Regions from separate parts of the Sus scrofa genome. Here region 2 is linked to region 1. A link is a contact called in public Hi-C data. All regions are on one chromosome and are shown on one strand. Each heading gives the region's core, a stretch centred on a gene start, on an enhancer-like site or on the middle of the called end of the contact. The rest is flanking DNA. Distances are from core to core; before and after follow the strand shown. Region 1 has its middle 21 kb from the start of PDP1. Region 2 has its middle 72 kb from the start of TMEM67.

Region 1 (2,988 bases), core at 224-2,723:
GTAGCAGAGAACTTAATTAAAATAGTCAAAGCAGATGGCTCTATTTTCCTCAATTTCACCTGCACACAAAAGGGCAGTAAGACAGCCTCTTGGTCTTTCTGAGAGAATACTTAGACAGTTACAGCCCACATACTGCAATCTCATTGTATGGGTTATTTGAAGAAGTGTAGCTCAAACAGGCATTTGAGCTTTACTCACATCTTTAAAAATTTTAAATTATCTAAATCATCATTCATGATTAAAACCTTTACCTGCAACTCTTCTCTAGCACCCAGTAAATCCTAGGGGCCTCACTCTCCCCCCAGCTCACACAGATCCCTCTCTTCTGCCCTTCTTCTCTAGTGAGTCTGATCCAACACTCCCCTTCCCTTCTCTCCCCTTGCCCTTCCCCAAGGCCTCTGGCATTGGAGGCCAAGGAAGAGGCAAATGGGACAACACCCAGATGATTTTGTCCTGTTGCATTTCAGCCACATTAAGCTTCTGAGGTTTTGGATTTTTATCTTAGTATGTGTGTGTGCACGTGTGTGTTGCTGTACCCCACCAGAGAATGTGGAAGTTTCCAGGCCAGGGATCAAACCCAAATCCATGCTACAGCAGCAACTGGAGCCACTGAAGTGACAATGCCAGGTTATTAGCCCACTAAGCCACAAGGGAACTCCTTGTGTGTATTTTTAAAATTCATATTTTGAAAGTTTGTTATGGGAGTTCCTGTCCTGTCGCTCAACAGTAACAAACCCGACTAGTATCCATGAGGACACAGGTTCGATCCCTGGCCTTGCTCAGTGGGTTAAGGATCTGGCGTTGCTGTGAGCTGTGTTGTGGGTCTCAGACACGGCTCAGATCTGGCATTGCTGTGGCTGTGGTGTAGGCTGGCAGCCACAGCTCTGATTTGACCCCTAGCCTGGGAACTTCCATATACTGCAGATGTGGTCCTACAAAGACAAATAAAACATAAAAGTTTGTTATTGTCCTTTGGCAAATTATCTTCCTTCTATGGACAGTCACTTATGTGTTCCTCACTAATGCCCCTTTATTCTGTCCCTCATCTACATATGAGTTTGACCATCTGTGCATTATGGTTTTTCTATCACACTTATTTGTTTCATTTCCCTTTTTGAGGAAAAGGCCTGCCTCTCACGCCTCACTTACAGCTCCCCATCCTGGGTGGCAGGCACAGCAGACAGACTGGGAACCAAACCGCTTGGGAGGGAGGTGAAGGAGCGGCTGCTTCCTGATTTTGTTGTATCTGTACCAGGGCTTGAGCCTGTTTTGAGGTTCCTGACTCTGAGAGACAGAGCGTCCTTTGGTATGCTGGCCTCTCTGACATATAGCTCAGTAAAGCTGATCTGGCTCTGCATTTGTGGCTTAATGGCAACATTGCTGGTGTCTTCTTTGCAGCATCAACAGCTCTCTTACAGAGAGGGCAGTGAGAGTGACTCAGGTGAAAGCTGGCTACTATCGCAGAAGTTGTGTACAAAGTTCATGTTTGGTCACTGTGGGAGAGAATTCAACCTAAGTTCACTGGGTCTGTCAACTCTGTCCTAAATCCAGCCTATCCTCCCCTTCAGGTCACCTTTGCCCATATCCTGAAGAGGAAGTCTTTCTCTGTTTTGGCTCAACTAAATTTCTTTAGTTACCAAAGAAGTTTACTTTCTGCAGGGAGAAATGGGTTTCTTCCCTCTGATGGCAAACTGAGCTTTATCTCCCTTGGCCAGCAAGAAACTGAGCTCCAGGTTCCTGAGGAAAGGCTGCTAAGACTGGGGGCTGCAGCCAGATGCTGCCTCCTGCCTTCTTTTGGATTTGATTGTGGTTTAAAACCCCAGGGGGAAATGAAAGGTGCCTCCCACTGTCTCTCCACAAAAGATGCAGCATTGCTTCATTAGCATTTGTGAGCACCAAATGTAGCCAACCACTCCTGTGATATCAGAAAGTCCTGGGGTGGACTAGACTGGAGAGCAGTTCAGCACAGCATGTGATTTTGAAATACGGTTTTCCCAAAAATAAATACAGGCACGAAAGGAAACGGTTTAAATAATGGTATAAAAAATATATGTTATGTAAGATTCCGACCTTCATTCTGAGTCCTTTTCTCTCAGGACAACTTTCCCTTATTCTTTTCACCTTAAAGGATGGCTTTTTTTTTTTTTTTTTTAAGAAAAAGGAAGGTATGTTCTCAGAAGCAAGAAGAAACAGCAGCCACAGAATGCAAACTTTCCAGGTCTTCACTGGACGGGTACAGGTGAATTCTTTGCCATTTAAGGGGCTCTTTGCTTGACAAGTCTTTCTTCTGAACAATGGCTTCTGCAGAATTCAGATAGCTACAAGACACTCAGTTGCTTGGTTCAGCCAATCATTCAGCATGTATTTACTGTCTACTATTCATCAGGAACAGAATTTAATTCTAAAATAAGTTTAAAATGCTTACTAAGGCCTCCAACATGCTTGCCATGTCCTGCACATCAGTTTAATGAACACAATGTCATTAGTGTGGTAGACCGATGACAAGTGTTACCGAATTTTCAGATAGCCTGAGGCCTTTGGGACTATATTATGACAGAGGGCATGAATTAATTTATGAGCCAGTGAAAGACTGTAAATGTTTACTACTGCTTGTCCCCCATCAATGCAAACTGTTTCCAGCACTCTTTTCTGATGAGAAGACAACACATGTGCCAGATCAATGGCCATGAGCCAGAGGCCATATTAACCAGCTCTAGTAATGATAGTAGCAGCTAGGATGGCTGCAATTAGATCTTCTTAGTTGAATTGGTAGGAATTCACTTCTGTGGTCCATTTGGTTTTAGAGGAGATAAACTAGTAAACTAAATGGACATATGAGGGAGATAACCACCCCTGTATCCTTAGATTTGTAAGAGTGACATTAATATACAGCACAGGGAAATACAGTCATTATTTTGTAATAACTTTAAATGGAGTATAATCTATTAAAAATTGAATCACTGTATTGTATACCTGAAGCTAATATAG
Region 2 (2,953 bases), core at 79-2,578, 100 kb before region 1:
CATGTTAAGTAATAAATATTATACTTTCTTCCACAATGTCATTATATGCTGTACATTATTTCGTAGCGTATACATTACTTTTGTAGCCTACTTTTTTAAAAAACTACATGGAATAAGCATATTCACATGTAATTAAATATTCTTCAGAAATTGATTTTAATGACATCATTACTTTAAAAATGTTTTCCTCTTAAGATGGAACATCCTAGGATTAACCCCATTTACAAATCCCTTGAATTACTCACAAGGATCTTTGAGAGGTCACTCAGGGTCAAGTCCAAACATTCCTTAACAGGGTTTCATGGTCTGCCCTAGTTTGCTTCTCCAGCTTCTTCTCGTCTCCTTGCTCTGTCTGCATTCAAACTCTAAGCACCAGAGACTCCAGACTAGGTTCTCAGAATGACCTTGTTGGTCACCCAGCCAATGTACCTATCTGTTCTCCCACCTTTCTGCCTCCTTAAGGCCTTCCAACCCATGATGGCTTCTTTCTGCAAGGCCTCCCCCCCATATTTCAGCTAAATCTTACCTTATCTTTCAGCTCTCAGCTTGGACTTCCTCCTCAAGCAGCTTGCCCTGAGCCCCATGTTCAGGTCAGCACCCCTTCCCTTCATCCCCACAGCATCCTCACTTCCCCTTCCACAGCATTGCTCCTGGTGTTGACTTAACCTGTTTTCCTGCTTGCCTCCTCAGAAGGACTGAGACTTCTGTCAGAACAGGGAACATCTCAATTCATCTTGTTCACAAAATTGCATCTCCGGCACTGCCAACAGAACGCAGCACATATTATTTATTTATTAGCTTCTTTTTAAAGTTATATAACCCCTCACGAGAATGAAGCCTCCATGATGCATAGGAGCAGTGTCTATCCTATTTGCATCTGCATCTAACCCCCATGCCTAGAATTCTGTTGATCCCTTAAAGGGAACCATGTCATCTTTTTTGCTGCATCTGTGACTGTACGTATACAATACATGACACGTGTGTTGATGTTTTTTACAGAAATGAAATGACTGCACTTTTTTGGTCACCTGCATTTTTCAATCGGCTACATATTGTGCATACCATTTCACGCTAGTAAATACGGACAGGCAGCAGAAAATACCACCCCAAAATATGCTGCTTTGGTATATTGACTGTTTCCATGGGTAGGACCTGGAAAAGCAGCTAATGCAGGGAGAGGCTTTCTCTGAACTCCCTTTATCTGCCTAAAGACAGATCCTCCAAAAGGAACTCAATTGTGATAAGTCCCCTCCCTGAGAGTTTCATCAACCGGGGAAGATTGCCTCTTACTGCAGGGGAGGAGACCAGCGGAGCTTTGTCACAGACAATCGTACCTCCCATCTGCTCTTCAAAGCGCCCAGTCATCTCTCCCAAAAACCATTTACTCTCTGTGAAGAGGGCTACATCCCCTTCCCCTTTCTCTAATAAAATAGTATTTAAGTCTGAATTCGAAGCACCACCTCAAGGAGTCACTCATTTTCCCTGGGTATCTACCATGCGTACATGACGTATACATGTTAATAAAATTCGGTTTGTTTTTCTCTCATGAATCTGTCTTTATTACAGGGGTCACAGCTAAGAACTTGGAAGAGTAGAGGGAAAGTTATTTTTCCTTCCCTAAAATATAGTCTTCTATAAAATTTTCCTCAATCTATCTTCCATTTTTGGACCTTTTGGTTATTTTTCATTTTCAACTCAATTATGTTCTAACCGGTTGGAAGAGCAGAGTCCATGAGCGGCAGGAAATGTCTAGGTGGTGCATATACACGTGGTGACCAGAAGGTGGCAAAAGAGAGCGCTTTCCTTTTCCAGTCAGTCATTTCGCTTTCCCGGAGCTCGCCCCCTCAGAGGGGGTGGGGGAGTGGCTCTGCTTAGGTCTCCTCTCTTGCCCTCCCTTCTCGCGCTTTTACCTCTCTGCATCTCCTGGCTCCCTTTCTTCATCCAGGTTCTTCTCGTTCAGACCTCTGGTTTAGATTTTTAGATGCACAGTTCCCTCTGGTTTGTCGCATAATGAAGCTGGGGAGGGGGGACAAGGAAAGTGCCCAACCTAACCCCCCACTCCCCACCCCCATACTCTGCAGGATCCAGTTGAAAGACTTGAGCCCCAGAAAGATGCGTTTGTGAGTTTGCCTACTGTGTATCTAGCCCACGGTTTTCACAGAACAGTTGCCTGAAAGATTTGTCCAACTTCTTGAAGAAATGGCATTTCAGCCATTTCACAGACATTTATTTCATTTTTCTTCCAGTCTCAATGCTGAGAACTCTTATTTAGCTAAAGCTTTGAATCTACCCTCGATCATTTCTTAAGGAGAAACTTCTAGAAGAATAGTTCTAGTTCAGAGTTTATAGGCTTTTTTTAAATATGCATTTTTAAGTGTGGTCATACATACTGTCAAATTATCCTCCATAAAGGTTGTACCAAATTACTTTCCTACCAGTGGTGTCTAATACTACTACAAGCATTGGAGATAATCATTATTTTTGCTAGGCAATTTGTGGTATCTCATAGCATTAATTTGCATTTCCCTAAAGTAAATATTTTTAAGTCACAGACAAAAATATTGTATCTCACTGTTGTATTAATTTGCATTTCTCTAAAACATGTAGAAATGCATATATGCATTTCTAAAACATACGTTTTAACATTTTAATAATTTCAAAGTGTATTTTTTTAGTAAATTGATAGAATGTTGAAATATATGTCTACTGCTCTGAGATTATTTGAGGCAAAGAGACACCAGGGTTTTTCATTGTATTTCAGAACTATAACACTATAGATAGTTGGCATTTAGAGGAAACTGATCATTTAGGCAACAACAAAGTTTACAGATTAAAAAAATTAAGGCTCAGTGATTTTTTTTTAAAAAAAAATGTATCCAACAAAAGCCATGACAGTTGATACAATCACAAAATGCGAATATTTTTCAGCTACAAAATTTGAAAAACTATAGTG

What was found. Hi-C and Micro-C count contacts between places; a contact is called where the count stands out from the background.
Region 2: a contact with region 1 is called in a Hi-C map of fetal liver, with 2.8 times the contacts expected there. The contact joins two enhancer-like sites. A contact is called at or near these places in 2 of 5 promoter capture datasets (fetal liver and liver), 35 of 47 Hi-C or Micro-C datasets (adipocytes, adipose tissue, alveolar macrophages and 18 more) and 2 of 2 datasets of contacts at active chromatin or transcription factors (alveolar macrophages and skeletal muscle).

The regions. Positions count from the first base shown.
Region 1 is chr4:42,755,831-42,758,818 of Sscrofa11.1, reverse strand. No RefSeq gene overlaps it. Among named protein-coding and RNA genes, the nearest start is that of PDP1, 21 kb to the left of the region's middle. Within about 2 kb of position 1,473, at least 6 of the 83 cell types and tissues checked have an H3K27ac peak or open chromatin away from gene starts, as enhancers often do. A contact at or near this core is called in fetal liver, where this site is marked.
Region 2 is chr4:42,857,531-42,860,483 of Sscrofa11.1, reverse strand. No RefSeq gene overlaps it. Among named protein-coding and RNA genes, the nearest start is that of TMEM67, 72 kb to the left of the region's middle. Within about 2 kb of position 1,328, at least 24 of the 83 cell types and tissues checked have an H3K27ac peak or open chromatin away from gene starts, as enhancers often do. A contact at or near this core is called in fetal liver, where this site is marked.